Linked DNA regions of Gossypium arboreum: regions 1 and 3 are each linked to region 2. A link is a contact called in public Hi-C data. All regions are on one chromosome and are shown on one strand. Each heading gives the region's core, a stretch centred on a gene start, on an enhancer-like site or on the middle of the called end of the contact. The rest is flanking DNA. Distances are from core to core; before and after follow the strand shown. Region 1 holds the start of LOC108452977 (probable methyltransferase PMT2). Region 2 holds the start of LOC108453570 (F-box/kelch-repeat protein SKIP11). Region 3 holds the start of LOC108453417 (TATA box-binding protein-associated factor RNA polymerase I subunit B).

The links. A called contact is a pair of places that touch in the nucleus more often than the background predicts.
Region 1: a contact with region 2 is called in a Hi-C map of leaf, with 4 times the contacts expected there. The contact joins the promoter of LOC108452977 here to the promoter of LOC108453570 in region 2. A contact is called at or near these places in 3 of 5 Hi-C or Micro-C datasets (all in leaf).
Region 3: a Hi-C map of leaf shows a contact between it and region 2, with 1.9 times the contacts expected there. The contact joins the promoter of LOC108453417 here to the promoter of LOC108453570 in region 2. A contact is called at or near these places in 2 of 5 Hi-C or Micro-C datasets (both in leaf).

The regions. Positions count from the first base shown.
Region 1 is chr5:42,200,552-42,204,157 of ASM2569848v2, forward strand. It overlaps LOC108452977 (probable methyltransferase PMT2), which reads right to left and starts at 1,896. Exons shown (of 7, transcript XM_017750822.2): 1 at 1,534-1,896; 2 at 708-1,369; 3 at 388-598; 4 at 1-262. The coding sequence starts at 1,352.
Region 2 is chr5:42,072,071-42,075,439 of ASM2569848v2, forward strand. It overlaps LOC108453570 (F-box/kelch-repeat protein SKIP11), which reads left to right and starts at 1,913. Exons shown (of 2, transcript XM_017751742.2): 1 at 1,913-2,401; 2 at 2,947-3,369. The coding sequence starts at 3,081.
Region 3 is chr5:42,255,729-42,259,191 of ASM2569848v2, forward strand. It overlaps LOC108453417 (TATA box-binding protein-associated factor RNA polymerase I subunit B), which reads left to right and starts at 1,552. Exons shown (of 4, transcript XM_017751505.2): 1 at 1,552-1,747; 2 at 2,437-3,111. The coding sequence starts at 2,517.

The sequences.
Region 1 (3,606 bases), core at 646-3,145, 130 kb after region 2:
TTGGCTTGAGAATCATCTTCTCTACCACGACAAGACTCATCATTGACTCTCTTTTGCCAAATGGCCATTTCACCCTTCTCATGCTTCTTCTCCCAGCAAAGGAGTTTGGCAACATCCTCAATCTTTTGCTGTTCCTCCTCAAGCTCCTCCTTGGGACGCTGCCATGCTTTGTAATTGTTCCTCCAATTGATTGGTGGACCAGAAAGTACCCAGTAACCACCTGGTCTAAGAACACGATCAACCTCCTTCAAATACATGCCATCTGCAATTTAGACAAATCCATAATCAGTCATCCATCACTTAACATCTACTACGACAAATCTTCACTAAAACAACACCTCAAAGGACAAATCTCAAAGGAACACTCGGTTTGAGCATATGACTCACCATTTGCTCCCCATGGAATCAAGCAACGAGAACAATGAGCCATATCAAAAGCTCTGGATGGATATGGCATTTTTATGGTCCCAAGAACACCAATAACAGCAGGAACACCTCTTTCAAGGGCAAACTGAACCTGTGCTTCATGTGAATCTCTTGGCGCAAACGACATGGTAAGGACGTTTCTACTCCACAAGTATGCCCCCCAACTCGCAACCTATATAAAGGAACCAATTTTTAAGATTTATACACCTAAAACAGATCCTCAAAGCTACAAATCAATAGATCATCTGAAAAACTTTGAAGAACATGACAGTATGACATACCCCACAACCGGTATCAAGTGCAGTCCTTACAGTCCCGTTCGTAATCGGGATCACAGCAGCAAGCTGATCAATATACTTATCCGCACCTTGTGGGAACTGCGTTCCTCCACCAGGGAACCTGAATACATTACCCTCATATTGGATCCAGTTCTGAATAGCCTTCTCTACCGTCAAGGCCTTATAGGGAGCATTAGCATAAGGCACATAGTCCCTACTCTTAGGCCAAGGAAACGGGGTCACGTATCCTTTAGGTGCCGGGACAAGACAATGCAACTTCTCTTCCTCCCTGGGACAATGCCTCTCCCGATAGATCATGTTGTCCCTGGGGAAAGTCATGGCACGCTTTTGATCTTGGCAAGGCGTGTAATCAACGTAACGAGGAGGGCAGGGCTGAAAAGACTTGATCTTTTCGGATTCACCGACGTTCCCCACTTCGCCGGCGTGATGGGTTTCGAAGTTCAACGACGGGATGATGTTACAATCGGCGCCGTGTTTGGTTATCTCTAGAGCTATGCTATCCCCTTTGCCGAAACCACTTCGTTGCCATGCTCCTAATATGTAGAAAAAACAACATAATCCAAAAACGATAAATATCTGCACCCAACTCCTTGTTCTACCATCCGCTGAATTCGGTTTCAGTGCCATTTTTTTAAAATAGTAACCTGCAAAATCATAAGGATCCAATGATGGGGAACAAAGATCAGTGGACTTAAACTAGCTAAGAGCTGATTTGAGTAAAAATTGAAAAAAAAAAAAGAATCTTTAAATCAGAAGGAAAAATATAAACCCATGATGGAAGGAAGGAAAGAAGTGTCAGATGAGTTACCAATCGCATGAATAGATGAAATCAGCGGGTGAAGATCTCTAAGAAAAGAGAATTAAATGATGGAAGGGAGATTTTCAGAGCTTGGAAGGGAAGGAAAGGGAGAGACGTGTCAATAAAACACTGAAAAGTTTTTAAGAAAAAAAAAAACCTGCTTTCCTCCAAAAGAAATCTTCGATAATATTAAACTCGAAGAAGAACGATCACCATGAAAACAAGGTTTAAAGAGAAAAGGGTTTTAATTATATAAATAGGGATTGATTGGGATAAAAGAATCCCAAATTTCGACTTTATCTTTTGTCTTTCAATTTGTCGTGAATCCTAGTTTTGGGTTTATAAATACAATCTAAGTCTCCTAATTACAAGAAACACAGAGATCTCGCTTTATTTTTAATCTTCCTTATGTTTTAGTTTAAATATAACCTCAGTCCCTGTATTCTTCAACTTTTTACAATTTAGTCTCTATTATTTAATTTTAAAATATAATCATTATTTGAATTGAAAACCGAAGTCCAATCCATAATATTATTAATAGGTACATATGATATTTAAAAAAAAAATTATAAACCAACTAATTGTATTAAAGACATAAAGTGATTAAAGTTCAAAAAATTACAGGGACTGAGAGAACATTTAGACCTTATATTTTGGTGTTATTAAAATGGACCGGGGTCGATTCGTTCGGTTCGGTTCCGGTGTTAATAAAAACGGTGCGCTAATACGCATTGGGAGAAGAGAGAGCAAAGGGGGACCCACGCGCTAAGAAAGAAAGGTTAGGAATTGATAGGGAAAAAAAGAAAAAAAGGTAAAGGGGTGGGTCCCATGCCCCCATACGGATCCAGATTTACGTTTAAAGAGGCGGTGATTGATAATCAAGTTGCACATCAACTAATATGGAGCGTAGGATGGGAAATCATAAAATCAAATGGTGGTTAATGTAAATGATCATAAAAATATCTGTATCAGACAACTTGTATATTGATACAGAAAGCTATTGAGGTTAAACTGCTTTGATTTGGTTTGTTGAAGGCCTAATTTCGGACAATGATTTCCTTTTTCTTGTTCTTTTTTTTTTAACACACATAACCGAGTAAAGGTAGCATAAATACAAGGGGTTAGAAGTGTTATTATCCCTTTTAACCAGGACGGCCTAAATCCTGCCTCTCTGTCCCCTTTTTTATCATTTTATTCTCTTTTTTAATACCATGTCGGTGTTTTTACAAAAGAAATATCTAATGGAGGGTTAAATTATTTTATTTATTTTTATTTTTAAAATAAATAAAAGTACGTTCTTTATAAAAAAATATTAATTTAAAAATAGAATTGTTAAACTTAACAAGTAACGTCGAAAGTTGATAAATATTTTATAGGAATATATCAAAAGGATATTAAAAATTCATAGTAAAATTTTAAAGTTGATTGTAAAATAAAAAAATACATTATTTACCAAATATTAACTCTTAAATTAATAGTTTATTATTAAATAACTAATTTTAATTAATTGCTCAATAGTATTTAATATACATTTGTAATTAACTCAGAATTTCTTAGATTCTAGTTGTAAGATCCAAATAAACAAACATATAAATATATAAAAGTTGAAAAATTAAATATCAACTTCTCTTGGGAAAAAATAAAAAAATAATGAATTAACTTCCATCCATAACATTCAATTGATGTAAAATTGTTTAAAAGACTGTGCTCATCCAAAACATTTGAAAACTCTCTAAAAAAAACTCACATTATCTTTTTAGAGATAATGAATGAGATATGGAAGAGTAGTTATTAAATCACATAAAACTTTTTTGAATGAGATATGGATGAGTAGTTACTATCAAACTCTCTCACACCCTATTTAATCTTCCAAAGTTAAAAATTCCATAAATAATTACCTAAACATATAAAGTTATTTAATTTTACATTATAAAATTAAGGACCACTAATATATTTAAAATATTTATTTAATAAATAAATATTCTAGCATTCTCCCATTCACCCGAATTTTATAACAATATTCTCAATAGTAGTATTATACATAATATATTTAAGTAGAAGAATAGATTCACACGAATCATG
Region 2 (3,369 bases), core at 663-3,162:
AATGTGATTAACATGGATTGACCTGGGGTGGTCGTAGAAGCCAGCTCAGCTTGGCCGTCATACAAAACACGGCTGTTTGACAATGTCCAAATTCCATTATAGGAAAAAATGTCGGGACGTTTTGATTTTCACAATTCATTGTTTGGTTTTGGATTTGCCGAAAGTACCTTTCTCTCTTTCTTTTTCATTAATCAAATATAAACAGCGCATAATTACGACCAAAGCTGGATTTCATGAAATTATCAGTTTTGAATCAAACAACCACCCTATTCTTTTTGCCTTTCTTAAGCTGTTGGGATGTTTATATATATACTACGGATGTTTTTATATTAAATGTTAAATTATATTTTTTTAATAAATTAATTCTTATACGTTAGATCAAAGAGTAAATTAGTCATATATTAAAATTTTTATTTATTTTTACTACTAAAAATTGATCTCTGTATGTCAATATGAGGCATTTGTAGCACATCACATGTCACTATTTAGTTATACTATTAGTAAACATGTTCACGGGTCAGGTTACCTCCCAAAATTTGAGAGGGTTTGGGAAAAAAACTTAGCCCTGAACCTGAATCAACCCATTTTAAATTTATTATACTTTATATTATGTTATTTTTATATATTATGTAATTTAGGACAAGTTAAAAAAAATAAACTTATACTAAATATATAATACTATTCTAATGTAAACATTAAAATAATATTAAGATGACTATATAAAAATTTTAATAAATAAAAATGAATAAAATTATTAAATATTAAAATAAAAAATATATATTTTTTAAAAATAATATGGGCGGGAGTTAGTCTTTTATAAATATGGGCAAGTTTGGACAAAATTTTTAGCCTGGATTTCGGGTTGGGTTCGGGCAAGTATAAAGTAAACTAGTATCATGCTTAGACTCGACTTGGTCCATGAGTACCTCTAGCTATTATCCATACAAATTTTTAACAATAGAAATAAATGAAATTCTTTATAACAAAAAGGATCGATTTGTTCTTCAATTTAATGTGTAGAAACTAATTTATCAATTTTCTTAGTAGAAGAGATAAAATGCAATTTGACACCTAATTTATCTATTTACTTATTTTTACCCTATGTATGAATTTTATCTAAATTAATCTTAATTAAGTTTGGATAATGTTTTGTAATAATTGATTTTGAATTTAATTATTAGATTGTGTAATATGTATACTTGTAATTGTGATTATAATTATATTTAAAATAAAAAAAAACTACAAATTATGAAACCTGCCATTTAAAAAAAGAAATTATTAAGAAAATACAATTTGTTTCCTTTTATGAAAAGAAAAAAAGAAAGAACTACAACTAATAATGGAAACAAATTAAATAAATTTAGAAAAATTGAGTGATAATTATGATTAGGATGGATAATGTTAATTTTATAGTTTGAGAAGTGAATTGGATAATTACTTAATCAGTTTTATCCTTAATATTATCCCACAAAATGGATTCAACCCAATTCACTTTTAAAAAAAAAATATTCTCTAAATTTTAAAAGAAAAGAAATAAAAGAAATATATTCTGTAAATGTATATCTGTATAAATTTTATCACGTTGTGTACGACTTTAGGAGTTAAGTGTTGTATATTTGTACTTATTGACACGTAAAAGAAATAGTAACAAACATCGGGGTAAAGGAGTATTCAAACTAAAACAAAAGAGAGGGACTGTTATCACCTTTATATATTCTGTTCATATTCATGTATATCACTCTAATAAGGCACGTGTCTCAACCGGCTTTCACCGGTTAACAGTTGCTTCCCCTCCTTCGTTGACCACCGCCCCGCCCCACCACAACTCATATAGGGTTAGCCTTTGAACACTAGAACTATTTTTTATTTTATTTTATTTTTAATTAAAATAATTATTAAAAACTACGGTTTATATATAATTAAAATATTATCCATGATCTGGAGCTGTTTCTTCCAGGACTGATATTAACCATTACCAACACCTTACATTAAATGCCTCCTTTTATAATATTCCGAATACCATTTATAAGAAAGGTTTAAATTTTATTTAATAAAACAAAATCCAGATGTTTTTATATATAAATTTTCATGGGGGAGTTAAAATAGAGAGGGGGAAGGGAGAGAGAGAGAGAGAGAGAGAGAGGTGAGCTTTTAAAGATATTTGGTGGCAAAGCCCCCTGGCTGTGATTTGCAGAGAGAATCAAAAGGACAAAAAGGCAGCGCAGGCTATGTAGAAAAAAACCCAATGAACTCCTCACCCTAAGAAACAACAACAATACTTTAAAGCAGAGATTTGGATAGCGCTAGAGCTAGAGACAGTGTGTTCATTTTTACCCAAAAAGAACACAAAATCCATACCCAATTTTTTGCTTCTTCTCATTTCTTCCTTCTTATCCATTCAGTAAGTCTTTCCACAACCTTATTATTATTAGTATTCCTTCTGTCACTTATTTCCTTTTTTTTGTTTTTGTTTTTGTTTTTGTTTTTGTTCATGTATATGTTTATGTTTTTAAGCACTGTGTTTTTCTCTAATGAAGATTACTGAAACTATCAATAGATCCAATTCGTCTTTTTTTTTTTTTTGGTATTCTCTTCGTTTGCATCTAGCAGTCCAAATTTTTTTCTCGGTTAGTGCTTATGTTATTTGAAATTCTGAGATCTGGTACCTCTTTTTCTTCAGATTGTTTGATCATAAATTTTTTTTCTTACTTTCTTTCCTCTTCCTTTTTTTACTGAATTTTAAGGTTTATTTTTTTTACACAATACAGACCAGAGAAAACGAAAAGAAAAAAAAAACCTGCCTCTGAAATTTCGTTTTTCTTTTAATTAACTTGGATCGCCTTTATTTAATTCAATTTTCTGTTTATTTTTTTTCTTTAATGTTCAAAATTGAAACTGTTGTTTATTTTTTGGTTCTTGAATAGGTTGAATTGCTAATCTTTGCAGCGCATAAATATATATTTTCCCGGCTGGGCGAAAAAAAAAAACTTTCTGTTTCTACAGTGATTTGAAATTTCTTCCCATTGTTGCGATTTTGGGAGTTATTCCCTTTTGGAAATTGGGAGGGGAGCGAAAGTGTGATGGTGGAGAATCGATCCTGCAAGTCGTGTTTGGTGTTGGCAAGCTCCTCTCAACAAGAAACCGACTGGCCTTACATGTTCAATGGGAAGCGTCCGCTGCCTCTCGAAATCTCCGGATCCGATGCTTGTCATCAGGAAACCAAGTTGCCTAAGCTCTTCTCCAACGATACTAGTCGATATGAATCTTCTTCGGATTTGGATGTGTTAATCCAACCGATTGGGAGGGACAACTCCATCAATTGTCTGATTAGATGCTCGAGATCCTATTATGGTTCCATTGCCTCGTTGA
Region 3 (3,463 bases), core at 302-2,801, 180 kb after region 2:
GACATTCTTATTTGGTGAAAACTCGAGCCAATCTGGGAATAACTTGTACCAAGATGGGAAATCGACGTCCATTCTTGTCAATATACTGAGGAGGTTTTAGAGCCTTACTTGGAGGAATCGATTGGTATGACCCAAACTTAATGTAAGCTCGATTGACTTCATATTGTTTATTTTGAGGGTAATCATAAATATATTTTCAAATTTTTGGATCACGCTCTAAAGAAGAAGCATCGAACTCCTTTGTTTCGACTCTTGGCACCTTACAATGACATTCAGGAATTTGAGAAGACTCAATATCCCGTGCAGGAGTTTGAGAAGACTCGATATCTCATTCAAGATCTTGGGATTGAGAAGACCTGGTATCTCGTTGAAGAGCTTGGGAATATATGATATTTGATTTTTCTCCACTAATAATAGAAGGTTGAAGAACCGATTGATTATTATTGCTTTCTGACACCTTTTTCTTGAAAAAAGATTCAATCTTTTTGTTAACCATAATTTAATTGAAAAACCTGAAGATTGTAATAATATATTAAACAATAACATATTAGGAAAAAGAAAAAAATGTTAAATAAATAAAGAACATAATTTATGCAAAAATATTTACTAAGATGTCTTTTGCGTAAGGAGCTTAGAGGAATATAATTTGTATTTTTTTACTCTGTGCTTTTAATCTCAACATCAAACTCCTTTCTTTTTCTCTTAGCAATGTTGGTATATTACCAGAAAAAGATAATTCCTTAGCAATGCATACAAATCAAAATACAAGAAAGTCACTAACTTAATATATATGAGTATGGGCCAAATCTATTAATTTTGGAATTTGGTTTTAAAATTCATATTGGGCCTCTAAGTTTCGTCCTTTCAGGTTCATCATATATTAATATTTGATTATTATTATTAAAGTTATATAATGAAAAAATGAAAATACTTTGTCAATCTAAACTATAACCTTATGGCTTAAGCGGCAAATTATATGAAATACAATTTGATCTAGTGGGCGAATGTTATATAATATGGACACCAAATCTAAAATATATGATAATTTACATATAAAATTCAAAAATCTAAAAATTCCAATGTGCAAGAAGCACAGTTGTAAATGAATATGAATACATGCAGCAAATTTCATGTTGGGTATACACGAAATATAGTTTTTTTTTTTCTTGGGGTATGACACATACATACTCCTTGAATCCCATATTGTGAGTTTTGAGGTTAAATGGGTTTTCTAACTTTAGTTATTCATAGGGTTCTCATTGTTTTGAAATTATGCAGATTTCTTTACATATCCAATTCTAATTTTTAATATTTTATGCATGTTCAGAACTTTGTATAAACATCTTTGCGTGAGGATGGTATGATATGCAAATGCAGTACCATTTTTAATGTTTTATCTTAACAAATTGTTCCTATGTAAGCTTTCACCGGACTGGATTGACAATTAGACTGAAAACTGGCCGGTACATTAACATAGTTGGACCCGGCAACAAAATGAAACAGTTTATTTATGTTTGGACCAAATTATCCTACTCCAAACTCAAAAACCTTTTCTTTTCGGCCCAATTCCATTTTAAAACCTCCCAAACCTCTTTTTCCCAGAATAAAGAAATTGGCTTTGCCCGAGTCTCTTTGTGACTCACCCAAAGCCTCGCCTTCTTCTCTTCGCTCTTGCGCTGCTTCGCGCCGTCTCATTAGTGCCTCCGGCCACCGTCTGAAGCTGCCGTCGTGGTGATATCTGGTAAGGGTGAGAATATTTTTATTTAGTTTAAATAATTATAACTTTTTTTTGCTACTGTTTTAAATTTTTTTACTTTGGATTTTGGATAATGTAGTTTACTGTTTTCATGTTTAAAAATTTTGATTAATTCAATTTTGTAATGTATAATTCATGCCTATGACATTATTGATACTTACATGTATTTAGGAAATTTCAAAATTTTTTTTCTGATTTTTTGTCGAAATTTTCCTGCATTCTCCCTATTTTTCTTTCAGAAGTTTTCTTTTATTATTATTATTATTATTATTATTATTGTTATTATTATTATTATCATCTGTGAACTGGTGATCTGACCAGTTTGACTGCCGGTCCTGTTCCAAAAACCATCACTTCGTATAATAGATGAATAATCCGATTGAATTCACCGATGTGGAAGCATTACATAAACTTCCAATACGAGCACCTGCTGGGGAAATAACCCGATGTGGAATAACTAGGCTCTTACAATCCCTCACTACGTGATATTTTATATACCCGCTAAACAAAAAATATTTGTGGAATAACCTGAATGTTATATTTTCAATGTTTTAAATGGGTTTTTATCTATTTCAGAATGTTATACATTAACTTAAATTACAGTGCACGTTAACTTGTATACACAAATTTTGATTATCTTAACACTAACATATTTCCACTATATTTTGTTTACTATTCAGAGGTAAATTTGTGAACAAAGATAAGCTTGCGGTAATATTTGCTGCAAGTTGTTGAAAGTTTGCTGTCAGCCACTCAACAGATGGAGCAGGATTGCACCCATTGGACTTGCAACTTGTGTGGGAATGTGGGAATGGCTGATGGATCAGATGGCTACTTCTACTGCTTGAGATGTGGGTCTCAGGCTGATGACATCATTGATACGGGTGTTGCTGATGAGGATTTTATTGAAAAGGGTACTCAGGGTGGTGGTGCCCTTTACTTGGCCAGCCATACTCGCCATGCTCGTCAACCCATCCCAGTCCAACCACTCTCACAAGTTGACCCCAAATCTCTAGAATTTTGGTCCCGTCTCACCGAAGAACCCGGAGGCCATGATGTTAATCAAGATGGAACGAGAGATGGTGTGGGGCCCATAGGCACAAGTGATTTTGGCTCTTACCCTATGTGTGCATATAGTTATGAAGGTTATTACCAGGAGGTTAGGAACAGGTATGTGATGGGGATGCAGATGATGATAGAAGCTCAATGTGAGGCTTTAGTGGAGAAGTTTAATATGAAACCTTTGATTTGTGGGATAGTTGGACCTATTTGGTTGAGGTTTTTGGCTAGCACTAGGGTTTTTGATGATGGTTGGGCCGATGAGGCTATTCATCAATCTGAGATAAAAAAATCAGGTATTGGCTGTTGCCTGTATCAGTTTTAAAAAATTTCGTTTATTTACCTTCTTGTTGTAGAACTATGAGTAGATGAAGGTTGATTATGGTGCTTGTGAGTGTCAATAAGTACTGTGGGTTTGGTGATATTAATGCTTTAGTTATTCATAAGATTCTGCCATAGAAAAATGGATTTTGTTGGTTTGTATGTTAAATTTTATAGCTATTTGTTTGCTCATAACAGATCAGTGTTTCTGGGCTTTGATAATAGTTAAGGATGGTTGGTGATACTCTCCTTCCCATCTTAAAATTGATATCAATTTTTTCCCTAACCAGGACAAAAGGTGTGAAAGAATACTTTCTGTTGACTATT